2 separate regions of the Sus scrofa genome follow, and region 1 is linked to region 2. Evidence: chromatin contacts called from public Hi-C data. All regions are on one chromosome and are shown on one strand. The core of a region is the stretch at or near the end of the contact, and the rest is flanking DNA. Distances in the headings are between cores, read along the strand shown. Region 1 has its middle 33 kb from the start of ZBTB38. Region 2 has its middle 100 kb from the start of PXYLP1.

Evidence for each region. Hi-C and Micro-C count contacts between places; a contact is called where the count stands out from the background.
Region 1: a contact with region 2 is called in a Hi-C map of liver, with 3 times the contacts expected there. The contact joins two enhancer-like sites. A contact is called at or near these places in 11 of 47 Hi-C or Micro-C datasets (adipocytes, embryonic fibroblasts, fetal heart ventricle and 5 more) and 2 of 2 datasets of contacts at active chromatin or transcription factors (alveolar macrophages and skeletal muscle).

Annotation. Positions count from the first base shown.
Region 1 is chr13:82,152,058-82,159,765 of Sscrofa11.1, forward strand. It overlaps a transcript of ZBTB38 not described here. Among named protein-coding and RNA genes, the nearest start is that of ZBTB38, 33 kb to the right of the region's middle. Within about 2 kb of position 4,049, at least 28 of the 83 cell types and tissues checked have an H3K27ac peak or open chromatin away from gene starts, as enhancers often do. A contact at or near this core is called in liver, where this site is marked.
Region 2 is chr13:82,052,665-82,059,896 of Sscrofa11.1, forward strand. It overlaps a transcript of ZBTB38 not described here. Among named protein-coding and RNA genes, the nearest start is that of PXYLP1, 100 kb to the left of the region's middle. Within about 2 kb of position 5,652, at least 12 of the 83 cell types and tissues checked have an H3K27ac peak or open chromatin away from gene starts, as enhancers often do. A contact at or near this core is called in liver, where this site is marked.

The DNA of each region.
Region 1 (7,708 bases), core at 2,799-5,298, 98 kb after region 2:
AAGACAGAATTGGCTATCATGGAGTCCCTTCTATACCTTGGGTGCATTATATCAGCCTTCTGACTAGAACTGCCAAATAAACTGGTGTGATGGAAACTGAGGCAAAGAGGTTCAGTACTGAGGCTGATGTTGGAGAAATGAGATTTTTACCCCCTGGGCTCTTATCTGACTGTCAATTCCAGCTTCCCCTCTCCACACCCCACGTTGTTTCCCCAGCCACGTGTTGAGGGCATGAAGTAGATCCTTGTTTCTGATTGTGGCTTAGAAACCCGTCCCTGATGTTACTGTAACATCAGAATTTTTGACAAGAAGCAAATAGGGAGAGGTAACGTGCAAACTTAAGTTTGTTCAACAGATATCAACTATCTGTTGAACAGGTATCAGATCAGGACTCCGCCCTCATGGGGCCTCCCAATCTTTCTCACCTATTCTTATCTACCATCCACATGCTGCGGCAAGCTTTTCTAAAAGTGAAAAACACCAATGGATTTCTGCACTGATAAGATTAAAGATTTTGACTTGCCCTAGCTATCACTGTCCCTGTGGGGGGGGGGGCTAGATGTTCCCAGAGTCGCCCTGTCACTTTGAAAGTTTAAAACAGGTGTTGCCGCTGTGGCTTATGGCTCAGCGGTTAACAAACCTGACTAGCACCCATGAGGATGCAGGTTCTATCCCTGGCCTTGCTAGGTGGATTAAGGACCTGGCATTGCTGTGAGCTGTGTTACAGGATCCTGTGTTGCTGTGGCTCTGGTGTAGGCCAGCGGCTACAGCTCTGATATGCCACAGGTGCTGCCCTAAAAAGCAAAAAAAAAAAAAAAAAAAAGTTTAAAACAGGTGCTTAGGGGGTGTCCAGAGGTGTTTAGTGTTTGTTGATTACTCTCTGAGGCCCTGAGGAAGTTTATACGGGGCGAGGGGAAAACACCAGAGTTGGCGGGGGGCGGGGAGGGGGGCGGCAAGGTCAAAAACACCACAGTGTAAGAGACAGAACTGAAGGCCTGGGACTTGTTCCCGTGACCCCCTGTACAACCTTGGGAAAGAAGGGCATGTAACTTTGCTGGCTTGATTTCTTTACCTGTAACCAGAGCAGGTTTGGCTCAATGATGGCAAAAGTTCCTTCCAGCTTCAGGGTGCAGTCATTCTGTTTCCTCTCTAGCAGAAAAGCAGAGGTGCTGAGATAGGCAAATGGTAACTCTGAGGTCCGCCAGAGGTCCCAACTGCAGAGCTCCCTGTGACTGTCCTCAGAGAGGTACCAGTACTGGGCCCTGCCTTTGCTCCACACACTTTGGAGGAAAGTGCATGGATGTTAAGGGTGGGAGAGACTGCTTTGGAGGAAGTAAGGCTTCCTACTGGCTGGAAATCAATCAAAAGGTGACAGAATAGGAGGTAGGGAATGATATTTTTAAATTTTATGGCTAGAAAGAACCTTAGACATAAACTAGCCCAACCTCTTCACATTCCAGATAAGGGAACGGAAGTGCAGGGAAGTCATAGGATTTGCTCAGGGTCACATAGCTAGTGGCAAACTGGGAACAGAAGCCAGCGTCCCCGTGCTGTTCCAGTACGTTCTCTGCAGAAGCAGGTAGGTCCCGTCCTAAAAGCACATGAGCAGGAGAGCAGGATATGGCTGTCGGCAAGCAAAGCCTGAAGAGGTACTAGAACTGTTCTGTTAGGGAGAGCAGCCCACAGGGCCTGCTGGGCCTGTAGCAGCCACTGCTAGAAGGATAGTGCAAGGCAAACGTCCATCCTACCAAAGCCCGTGGAGTCTTGTGAAGTAAGGTAGCCAAGAAGATTTCTTTTTAAACCGGGAGAGACAGGAGGCTATTTCCTATTTTTTAAAGCATTTTCCCTCTCTTATTGAAATGAGAATGGCAAAGGTCTACAATAATTTAGACTTGAGAGGAAGGAAGCATTTTCTCAGGGAGTAAGAAGAGGAAGACTCGGCTCGAGCACCCCTAGTTGCGGGCCATTCCTGTGCGCGTGTCTATCACAAGGTGCCTTGTTGTCATGGGAGATCCAGTGGCTCTTCAAGTGCTAGAGGGACATCCTGGGGTTATTTCGGCAACCCCTGAAGGCCGGCTTTGTGCAAGGTGAGAGAGGTGGGAGCTACCACTTCCTGCCTTGTGAGTTGGATATCATTTCTAGGTCCCCGTGCTGTTTGTGTTCTTTTCGGGTGTTAGAACAACTTCTGATCCCTTGCAGAGTTGATTACCAGTAGATAAGAAGCCCACCGACTCAGTAAAAACAAAGCTGCATTTATTGTCTTGCCAGGCAAGAGAGACTGGAGTTCAGAATCAGTCTCCCCAAACGTATATGCATTTTCATGTAAGCATGGAGATTGCTGACTCGCTTTAGTAGAAGGCTGATTCACTTCTAGACCAAAGTGAGGATTTTTCTGTTTTCAAAAGCTACTCGGCCTTCTGGTCTGTTTCTGCTGGGAAACCTATTTATTCGGGTCTTGTGATCTCTGACTCGAACTCAGGTCACAGGGTGCAAGATGCTCATCGGGGGAGGAAGCAGCCAGTCATACCTGCATCCCAGGTGCCTGTGACTACGTCCTGTTGTGTGTTCTGCTCTTCCCTTGGACGAGTGCACATTCTACTTTTGCTTTAAAACAGGAAGGGGCGGGAGGACCCCTTTGAGAAAGCAGAGGGCACAGAGGTAGACGGAAAAAGGGATGACGTGGCTGTGAAATGAAGCCCCGAATGGGGTTTTGCTCATACATTAGAGAACCGGCCTACCCCGGGTGCTGTGCTAAATCAGGTTTAAAAAAAAAAAAAAAAGTCTGACCTTTAAATTTTTTCCTGTCAAGGTCTAACAGTTCTGGAGTTTCTTTAGCCACTATATCCTATGTTGACTTTTTTGTGCAGCAGCATTTAAATTACCTGGGAGAACATTTTTTTTTCTTATGTGAATAGACACTACGAAGTGAATTCTTACCTCGTTTTGTTGTTTAATAGTCTTACTATTTGTTTTTGTCTTTTTTTTTTTCAGTTTTGACATTTTTCAGGAAATCACTCCAAAGCTTTGTGCCGTGTTCGAATGATCTATTTTAAGACCTTCTTTTCTATTTGATGATAGGCATTTCTGATAAGATGATTTGCGCGTCTCTCTATTTTAGGAAATCCTTTTTCGAGGTCTTTTTCATTTCTTTCTTTGAGGAAGCTTAAACAGGAGCCTTACCTCCAATCCTGGCATCCACCTTACATTCAAAATGACCTATTTTCCACCCCCCATGAGGTCCCCTGGCTCAGGGAGAGTAATAAAAGTCGGGTGATTAGTCCTCTTGGTGTTCAGCAAACAAATACTTTGGAGGCCATGATTTGTGTTACTGGTCGGAAAGAAAGGTTCTATCTGTCTCTAGACAGTGACTCTTGTGACAGGTAAGTGCCTTGTGTTCCCAGAAGGTCCCCTGAGTGCCTTGTTTGTTGTGTTCAGGTTTTCTGCAGCCCGGTGGCGGTGGCCATTTTCTGTGAGTTTGAATCCCTGGGTTAAACTCCTCCCCCTGTGGCGTCTATGAGCATTTGTTTTCTAAAATGAAAGCACAGGCAGAAACTCGAGCTGTTCTACAGAACAGCCTGTTCTTCAGACTTTTTTTTTTTAAGATCAGTGTATTTAAAGCATAATTTTTCTAAACAGGCTGTTGGGGGGTTTTATCTGTGTGGGTTTGGGTTTGTTTGGGGACTCTTACTTTTTTTGAAGGGCAGGCAACACATTTATTGATGTTATTGCTCTCTGTTCCCCTCATCCCCAGGTAACTTCACTCTAAAACAGGTGAGCAGGGCACCTGTTGGATGCATCCTGCCAGAAACCTTCATTTAGTTTTAATCAAATTTCTTTCAGGGTGAAATTGGCAAAGGCTAAAGGGAACTGAGTACCTATAGTATTCCTCCCTCTCCCAGCCCAACAGTTCTCCCCAGTCAGTTTCTTTTGTTTAAACCGTCTTCATCCCTTTGTGTGTCTGGCTAGAGTTTCTGTAGCATGTCCATGGTGTAGAAAAGCCTCTGTGCTCCTGGTCATGCGTACGCCAGTCAGTGGGCTTGCTTTGACAGCTTGGCAGGTTTTGCATCTCCCGAGCCCTAGGAAGAGGTGACGGTTTCACAATCCCGTGCTGCCTCAGAGATCTGTGCTGCCATGCCTGGCCTCCGTCCAGAGATTGCAGTGTTGCCAGCGGTGGCTTCAAGCTGGAAAAATGGGAGGTGGAAGAGAAATGATGGAAAACATGGGAGGAGGGATTGTGGAAAACAGAGGAGAAGGAAATGTGTGTGCAAGGAAAGTATGTGCAGGGACTCAAGTAAATATCCGAGAGCCCAGGTCGTAAAAATGATCTCCGTACATTGGCATTTTGTGTGTGCATCCAGGTGGGGGGGCCACCGCAAACGGGGGGCTGTCAGTTGATGGTGGGGAGGAGATGTGGCAGAACAAGCCAAGGGCATCAGCAGCTTTTCTCCAGGATGTGCCCACCAGCATGACAGATGCTTAGACCAAGGGGATCAACTCTCTCCTCCCATTGCCACCCCAGTGTTCATTGAGTGGGATTTGCTTCCTCGGGTTGACTCCCATTGTTCTGCTGAGTACTTCTCTAAGATGCCCCAAGGACCCTTGTGATCTTGCTGGATATATTTTATTGTGTTGACTCCATTGTCTGATATCCGGGCTCTCTTTCTGTGATCTAGTTTTTAGAATTGTTTTTTGTATGACGCAGTAATGGAGGGTGATACCCATTCCGAATACTCTGACCCGGTAAGGAGCTATGTGTTCTCAGCAGTTACTGCTTCCCTCATTGTATCACATGGTAGTGATGCGTATGGAACTCTTTGTAGATGGAGAGCTAGGTACCTCTGAGAGTGTGAGTCTGATTGGGTGGGGGCCTGATTAAGAGTCATCATCTCCTTCTTGCAGCTTGAACACACTGCATCATTAAAACTACTTTGAAGCAAAGTGAAACGTTGGCTATCTGCCACTTCCTCAGGACTCATATAGTAGGACATTTTCCACATGGAAATGAACTGGAGGGATCCTGAAGAAATGTTATATGACCTGGATATATTCCATGTTAAAGCTTCTTAGCACCTCTTCTTCTTCATTAAGATGGGACACTTTGGTAGTTTTGAAAGCTTGAATATTGGTATTTCACCATTTAAAGTTTAGAAGGGTGGGCGTTCCTGTGGTGGCTAAGTTCCTGTGGTACTTCAGAATCCGACTAGAGTCGTGAGGATGTGGGTTCAATCCCTGGCCTTGCTCAGCGGTTTAAGGCTCTGGCATTGCCTCAAGCTGTGGTGTAGGTCACAGATGTGGGTCAGATCCTGCATTGCTGTGACTGTGGCATAGCCTGGCAGCTGAAGCTCTGATTCAACTCCTAGCCCAGGAACTTCCATATGCCACAGGTAGAGCTGTAAAAATAAATAAGTACATTTTAGGAGGACATTGCAGTTACAGAGGTTGAAATGTTAGAGGCTTAAGAGATCTCTCCATATGCCATTATAGATTAAGGTCTAAAATTCAGATCCATACAGGAACAGGATGGTAATATGAATGTTCAGTGTGGGCTTGGTATAGGAAGATGGAATGGTTAGATCATGGCAAAATGGAGGGTATTAAAACTTTTTAAAATACTGTGGGGCTTAATGAAACAGGCCTGCAGGCCGCATTCAGCCTCTGGACTGCTGCTTTGCATAGCAGTTGTAAAGCAACAACATCTGACTCAATCCACCAGGCTGGATTTCCTCAGTGGCAACCTGCCCAGTCTTTTCCTGCAAAGCATTGGGCTTGAAGCGCTCCAAGACCCAGCCCAAGAAAAACTCACGGCCACTGAACCTTCTCCATGTCACAGCAAATAAAGGAGCTACTTTGAATGCGAAGTGTGTCCATCTCATACAGGCAAAGTGATCTGTTAGTAGACTCAGCAGCCGTCCACAGTTTGTATGGCCAAGGACATGGGGGAGGCGTTGGGCAGAGCAGCCTTGATTAAGCTGCCCAATGCTTAGTGGGCCCATCCCAGGACAAAACAGGAAGGACCCACCAAAGGAAGCCCCTCCTTATCCAGGCATGTCACTCCCAAAGCAGCTGAATGGAGGCCTGCCTGCAGAGGCCAACCTGGATGGTGTGGGGGGCCGTGGAGTGACAGCAGAGGACAGCAGGCTTATTTTGATATACCTGGTCTATGTTATTGACCTGCTTGGCCCAAGGATGCGTTCTGAAATATCAGGCAGTTAGCGCCTTCCTAATTGGTCCTAGACGGGGACAGTGTGACAATTGTGCTCTCTATTGACGCTCAATTGACCTGCACATCCTAGAATTTATAATGCCTTCCCTTTTTCTAAACATCTTTTAATCACTCTCATTTTCATCAGCTCTTTTTGGTGCTCAGTGAGTCATAATGTCTGCGAAACACTTAGCACAGGGCCTGGCATGTAGAAAGTGCTCAGAAAATATTAATTTTTATTGTCATTGACGTCATCATCATAACCATTTTAATGATTGTCATTTCCCCAGAAGACAGCACACCTTTGGTTTCCTTAAACCTGGTCGTGTACCTCCACCATCTCCACTCTGACATAAATAAAGACGGACCACACATATGTAACCAACTGTGTCAAGAAATGCACCTAACAGGATCCCCAGCTCACTCCTGCATGTTAATGTTTGGGAAGCACTGCTCTAGGTGCTGTGGTGAAAAACAGAGACCAACTCGCATAGAGATTGGTCTTCGTAGATATTCTAGCTCGGCAGTGCTGTGAGATAGTCGTGGGGTGGAAGCTGGGGAGGGGTGTGCTTTTTACATTCTACTGTAGGGATGGAAGATGGGGTGTTTTGACCACACTAAGAATCTGATTCTGAAGGCTCTTGTCCCCAGGCTGTGACTTTAACCCTAAGTACCTGATTCTCCCTCCATGCTCTGCCTCCACTCCCCCCCATCTCCACATTGACCATCTGGCCATGCAAACCCTGTTGCCAAAAAGGGAAATTCATGTGAGAGGACTGACAATCTTTTTGTGTCAGGGAGCCGACACAAATGGTAATGATGTAGAACTTTAAAAGTAGAACATGTGGTGTTCCTGTCATGGTACAGCGGAAACGAATCTGACTAGGAACCATAAGGTTGTGGGTTCAATCCCTGGCCTTGCTCAGTGGGTTAAGGATCCGGCATTGCCGTGAGCTGTGGTAGTCACAGACGAGGCTCAGATCAGGCGTTGCTATGGCTGTGGCGTAGGCCAGCAGCTGTAGCTCCGATTAGACCCCTAGCCTGGGAACCTCCATATGCCACAGGAGCGGCCCTAAATAGAAAAAAAGAAAAAATAAGAGTAGAACATGTATCATTGTAAAAATGAGGGCACTCCATGATTTTGGGGCCCTGGTAGATGATGAGAAGGGAGGTATTGCTGAACCTTCTTGAATGTTGGTGACAGAGAGTATTCCCTGGTCCTAAGGAACATTTTGAAAAATAGAAATAACCAATCCTGTGCTGCCATGGTGACTCATTATTTGGACTGGACAGTCATGAGGAGAAAATGGCCGCAGTATCTTAGAGATGAACACCTAGCTTCATATCAAATTCATTTAGTTTAGAAAGTAAATTAACTAAAAGCCTTTTCAGCCATTCAAGCTCCCGCCTGTATTTTGAGGGTAATTCGGTCTGGCATTTTGCTAGTTTGTGATTGTGATGATTTTTTTCTGTTCCGTGTAGTATTTGCAGATGAACACTTGATGG
Region 2 (7,232 bases), core at 4,402-6,901:
CAAGGTGGCAGGAAGGTTAACTAGGAAGAGTTAGAGAGTCAAAGAGGACATGTACGTAGCAGGGTGGAAGGAAAAAGGCTGAGCTGTGGGTGAAGTTTCTGGAGAGAGGCCGGAAGATAGTGTGTGTCCTTTTGGTTTGCAGGCTACACTAAGCCCAAGATGGTGGCGCCCTCAGCTCTGGGCAGAGGCTCTTTGTGCTGAGATTTACTAAGGTATTAAGATTACATTTACTAAGGCCTTTGTTTGGGGTAGGGAGTATATGTGAGCATGTGATTATGAGTAGCTACGTGGCTGTGTGTATTTACACACACTGGTGTACTCACAAGGTGGATATATGCATGAATGTCCTTTGGGTCAGAGTGCAGATGAATAGTTTCATGAATGAAGTTGCTCACTCGTGGACCCCTCCAGTCTTGGGGGCGGGGTTGAAACAGATTCTGAAAAAGAATTTCACAAGTAATAATATCTACTGACACACCAGTGGCCCACATCAGAAATCTGGGAATCTTCGATTCTTCACCCTCCTTGAGCCCGCATCAATCCGTCAGTCCACTGCCAGCATCGGCTCCCATCACTGCTCCCTGAACTACTACTCGGTCTTCAATGCCCTCCCCTCGCGAATCCTCCGAACCCCAACCGCAGTGACCTTAAAAAATGAAGTCAGGATAGCAACGCGCCCCACCTGAAACCGACAACAGATTTACACGATCAGCGGATAATGCCCATCTCCTCTGTGTGATTCGAGGATTCCTTCAGGTCCCTAGCCTGCTCACTGGGAACTCTGCTCTCTCAAGGCCCCGGGTTTTTAAACACGTAGCCCCGTGTCTGGTCCTACGCCACATTCCAAAGTTTCGGCTCTAATGCTTCGTCCTCTCAGCTTTTACGCGCTGCTCCTACACCCACATCTCAGAGATTATCACTTGCCGCTGTAATTGCCCAATTACAACTGGCAATTGTGATCGACCGAGGGCCCAAGTCCGTCTATCACGTCCCACCTCGGGACCCCGCCCCAGCGGAGAAAGCCTGAACCGCCGCAGATCAGAAACCCGCCATACACAAACTCACATGTTTCTTTCCCGCGCCGTGGGGCACTGGAAGCTGTGCTGTGAAGACGGAAATGCACATGCGCATACGGACCAGTAGGGACTACGATTCCCAGAACCCTCCTGACCGAGACTCTATTTCCCAGAAAGCCCCGCGGACCCCCCCCCTCCGGAACTGCGCTCAAAAGCGGAAGTTAGGGTGAGTCTGGTGCTGGAGTTGGTTTCTGAAAGAGTGGAACTGTGCGCGGTTTTGCGCATTGTCTACCTCCAGAGGTCGTTTGTGAGTCAGAGAAACCGGGACTTTTGAAGGCAGGGACCTGGCGACAGGGCTTCAGTGCATTGTTCTGTTCCCTCTGGTGCGCACAACCAGGCCTGCTGCAGTCTTGTCGCCCTCCCGCCCCTTGGTGCTGTCTCCCTACCTCTGGGCGTTTCTGGGAATGGAGGCCGATGACTAGACGGTCTCGGGTACCGCTATTCCCAACTCTGCATTGCCTGTCTTCCACTAAGAAGTGAAGGTCTTAGCTTTAAGGGCATTACCCATAGGGTTCCCCGTGTGGATCCCACAGCTCTTTTGCTTTTTCCAGCAGTAGCTGCAGGAGTTGAAACTGTGGGCAGTGAGACAGATGTGGACAGTAGCAGGGAGGTGAGAGGTCTGTGGTTCCTGACTGGCTGTCCTGGTTCCCAAGAAGATAATATATCTGTGGCCCCAGCCCTATGGCTATATGGGACCTGTCCAGCACATGTCCTTTAATAATTGGATTCTGGAAAAAATCAGCCTCCGTCCTCAGACCCTGCGGTCCCAACCTCATCTCTCAGATCCCACCAAAGCCTCTTTGGGCCCCAATGCTTATTTTCACTTTTCCCCTTGGAGGTCACTTAGAGTACCTGGCTAGAAATGGGAGCAACAGTGGGATTGGGATAGAGATAGGGGGTCTGGAGCGTTTGGAGGGAAAGAGGAAAATAGAAGGGAAGAAAGGACTGAGAAGGAGCTGTAAAATATTCGAGACAAAGTTACAGAAGCAAAATGGGAGGGTTAGCGTGAAGGCCTTGGGAAATGAGAGGAAATGAGGCCCACCATTACTGTGTATCTCGAAAGACAGAACTATATGTATCCGTAAGCAGGCAGATGAAGAATACATTTTATAGAGTTTCAGGCAAGGAAATCTTCCTTGATGAAAGGCAGGGGTCTGTCAGATGGATTACCTCATGCTTGCTGGTCATGAAATTTCAGAGTGACTGAATAAAGGTCACATTTCTGGGAGAGGCCAAAACTGCACTTAGGTTAAGTATTAAGTCCATGGAGTTACCGTCGTGGCGTAGTGGTTAACGAATCCGACTAGGAACCATGAGGTTGAGGGTTTGATCCCTGCCCTTGTTCAGTGGGTTAACGATCTGGCGTTGCCGTGAGCTGTGCAGTAGGTCGCAGATGCGGCTCGGATCCCGCGTTGCTGTGGCTCTGGCGTAGGCTGGCAGCTACAGCTCCGATTGGACCCCTAGTCTGGGAACCTCCATATGCCACGGGAGCAGACCAAGAAATGGCAAAAAGCCAAAAAAAAAAAAAAAAAAAAAGTATTAAGTCCTTGTTTGCTGACATGAGCCTTAGCACCAGTGACTCCATTTGGACGCTGTTTTTTTCTTCTTTTAACAGAATTTCCTTAATGAAAGCTTTAAAAATATTCATTTTACTCAATTTTGAACCTTGGGTACCTGTCCTTTTGTTATTCTGTGTGATAGAATGGGAAGTATACATCAAGCAAGTCTCCTGCGTTCCAAATTACTGTATTTGTCTTGAGGAGAAGTGTTAGGAAATGGAGTCAGGTTCTCAGTCTTTCAACCCCTGTACAGTTGTGTAAGAATGTGCCACGGGCCTAGAACATTTCCTTGCAAAGATAAAAAGAGCTATCATATCCTGTGCTGGGTATATGTCTTTGTTTGGAAATATCTTTCCCACTTGCAGACTGGATGTGTACTTTGTTCTGCTTGAGCATATGTGTCGTATGGCGCCAAACCTGCTGCTGTATCTGTTCCTAGAGGGAAGGAAGTGAGGTATTTTACTTGTGGTACAAGAAGCATGCATAAAGATCTGCTGGCTGTGGGGGAAATCACCATTGAAGCTGATCTTGCTCTTTGTCTTGGAGAGTAGGGAGTAAAGCGTTGTTCCGCCTAGTGCCTGTATGAGTTGTGTCTTTCTAGCACCTCCAACACTTGCAAACCATGAAGTAGGTTGATACCCTGGGGCTGCTACTCTGGCAGCAGGCATTGTATACCCATTGCTGTCCTCTTGTGGTAGGACTCCTGCCCTGGAGGTGGCAATAGGTGTCACTTGCTTGGCAAAAAGCAATTCTTTGCTTCTTTGATTTGCTAGGTGTACTAGATGCTCCTCTGATAAATACTTCTTTTACTTGAGTAACTGGATAACAGAGATTTTTCAGACTTAGGTATCTGATAGACATTTCTAGAAGATGAAAAAGTCAGCTTGTCACTTTAAGGGGAACAATTTACATATTCATTCCCAGTGATAAAATTTGGTCTTTCAAGCAAAAATTAGAATTTTGAAAAATCTGTCTACCATCTTGACAGCTTCACACACTTAAAGGATTCTTCTGATGAGCTTGATGGTGATATTGGCAAATGTGACTTCTTGAATATATCGAATAATAAAATGTGTCAACATTTAGAAGATCTTCAAAGCTCAGTATATTAGATGCATGTTGTTGCATAACAAATTATTAGAAAACATAGTGGTTTAAAACAACAACTATTTATGATCTCACAGTTTCTGTGTCAAGAATTTGGGAGCGACTTATACAGGTGGTTCTGACTTAGGGTTTCAGCTACAGTTGCAGACCAGATGTCTGCCTCTTGAGGCTGCAGTCATCCAAAGGCATGCCTGGAGCTAGACTGCCTGCTTCTAAGATAACGCACTCCTGGCTGTTGGCAGGAGACTCTGTTTCGCATCACATGGACCTCTCCACAGGGCTTTGTGTGTTCTCATAACATGGCAGCTTACTTCCCCCGGAGCAAGTGATCCGAGAGAGGGAACAAGATTGAAGCCCCAGTGTCTTTTATGATCTACCCTCATAAGTCACAGTCTGTAATTTCTACCATATTCTACTCATCAGAACCTAGTCATATGCACAGCCGCTACTCAAAAAGAGGGAAATTAAGCTCCACCTCCTAAAGGAAGGAGTACCAAAGAATATGTGGACATATTTTAATAGCACTACATTTAGTGAACTGATATTTTCCAAATGTCCAATACACGATATTACAAAACCATGATGCATGGGTAAAAAAAAAAAATTGCATTCCAATTATAAGATAGCCCAATGGATTTTTTGGTAAGATTTTTGTTTTTTCTATTATAGTTGATTTTTAATGTAACAGAGTATGAAAAGTTCATTGATGTGGTTTTAGACTCCACATTGCTACCAAGAAGCTATGATTTGTTGAGTTTTGGTGTAGCGTCAAAAGGTGAATCTCCAAAAATATCTGAAAAGGCTATTAAGATAATCCCCTCATTTTCAACTGCTTATCTCTGAGGCCAAAGTTTCTTCATATAGTTCATCCAAAACAACATTAGAACAGACTGGAATACAGAAGCAGATATGAGAATCCAACCCTCTTCTTTTAAGCCAGACAGATTTGCAAAAATGTGAAACAGTGCAACTCTTCTGATTACTTTTTGTTTTGGAAAATATATTTTTCTTAAAAAGTGTGTGTGTTGACAAGTATTGGATTTATTACTATAATTTTAAAGTGAAGTAAATATTTTCTCAGTTTTAATTTCTAATATAGTCATTACTGATAGATATAACCCAAAAACAAAAGTTCTTTGGCATCCTCAGTAATTTTTAAAAGTTATTTTAAAAAATTTTTTTGTCTTTTTAGGGCCGCACCCATGGAATATGGAGGTTCCCAGGCTAGGGGCCCAATTGGAGCTGTAGCCCCTGGACTACGCCACAGCCACAGCAACTCGGGATTTGAGTGGCATCTGCTACATACACCACAGCTCATGGCAACACTGGATCTTTAACCCCCTGAGTGAGACCAGGGATCAAACCTCCATCTTTGTGGATGCTAGTTGGACTCGATAACTGCTGAGCCACAGCAGGAGCTCCTCCTCAGTAATTTTTAAGAGTGTATGGGGGTCCTGAGACCAAAGAGTTTGAAAACCACTGTCTAAGCAATCACAATAGTCCTGTCACCCTTGAAATGGCATGTTCAGGTGTGGGCATGTGGTGCAGTTCTGGCCAAAATGAAATATGAAGTGAGGTGTTGGTGTTGTGTTCAGTTTTCAGCTCAGGGTATTAAATGAAAATATACATAGGAAAAGGGATTGGTGGAGTTCTCGTTCTTAAGCTAGATGAATATGTGATGTTTATTCACCTTCTTTATCTCATACATGTTCAATTATTTTCTGTGTGAGATATTTTATAACAAAAAAGTTAAAAGAATGTATGGAAGAGAAGATTCCCTTCCTCTATGTAAGCATTGTGTCTGTTTTGCAGCATATTCATCTGGTATATTGGCCCCAACTGTACACTGTTGGGCTCTCAGGAATTCTGTGAGCCTTTCATGGCTCTTTGAGTCTGTGTCAACAACATATTTGTGATATTTGACTTGTAACCTGAGAGTCCCAGACCTCTTGCCACATGTGCAGTCTCACCACATTCACAAGGCCGTCAGTTCAAGCTGTACAAAGTCCCTCATAAAAAGACCTTCTCTGCTCTGGCTCAGTCCCCTCTCCCCTAAGATCAGGCAGGATGCCAATATCTATCACACTTCTGCCAAGTTCTCTCACCTGAAGCCCTCATAGGACTAGATATCTACTGGGCTCGCCAGCCCACCAGTTCTGTAAACCACTGCACACCAAATCCACTTTAGACCCCTTTAGAACTTGCATGAGCACTTTCTAAGTGGAACCCTCAACAGGCACAAAGGCAGGCTAACTACACTGTGGTTGAGTGAGTGGTCCTCTCCCACTGTGGTCATCGGTGAGGTTCCCCAGTCTTACAGCACGTGTGGAGCTCTGAAACCATGATTTCTGGGTTTCTCCTACCTCTTCTCTTAATGTAACTTACTCAGAAATTTGTAAGTCAGTTAGTAAATTGGAGAATTAAACAATCCAATTAACAAGTTTGAGCAGATACCCTAGCAAAATCCAGGCTTGGCTATCATGGGTGAAGGAAGAATGATTATTGGGCAGGCACCAAAAATGTCTACTACAGTTATCTACAAATATATGTGTATTTTAAACCTTTCCAAAATAAAATGTGTTTCTGTGCGACTACAAAAGAAAATGATTAAAGGTAATGACTAAGAAGGGGAAATAGACATATAAAACTAAGAAAAGCAGTCACATTTTGAGGTATTGAGACAGATATGCTGGTAAAGGAAGCAGATCCACTTGCTGAAACCCAGTTTCCTGATCAACAGACCATATTTACTTGCTGCTTTTGCCTATTTATAAAGTTTACAGCAGTTCATACTGGATGGATTATTTTTTCTGCATCTGTGGCATGTGGAAGTTTCCCCAGCCAGAGACTGAACCCATGCTGCAGTTGCAGTCTGCACCACCACAGCTGCAGCAACGCTGGATCCTTAACCCGCTGCACCACACACAAGAACTCCCTGGACGGAATTTTTTAAACAGCCTTTGAACATTTCTGAAAAATCTTTGTTGGCCAGTGTTCCAATATATCTGCCTGATTATTCAGTCTGTCACAGTCCAGTTAGTTAGAAGAGAAGGGTGAGTTCCCGTTGTGGCTCAGTGGTTAATGAATCTGACTAGGAACCATGACATTGCGGGTTCGATCCCTGGCCTTGCTCAGTGGGTTAAGGACCCGGTATTGCCATGAGCAGTGGTGTAGGTCACACGTGGCTCAGATCCCGCGTTGTTGTGGCTCTGGTATAGGCTGGCAGCTACAGCTCTGATTAGACCCCTAGCCTGGGAACCTCCATATGCCACAAGTGTGGCCCTAGAAAATGCAAAAGGACACACACACACACACACACACACACACACACACACACAAAAGGGACATCTAGGAGAAAATAGTCGTGATATATAAAAGATTAATAGCCCAAATATGTAAATCAATAAGAAAAAGGCAACCTAATTGAAAAATGGACAAAGAATATGAACAGGCAATCTGCAGATTCAAAGATACAGTTGACCAAAAAACA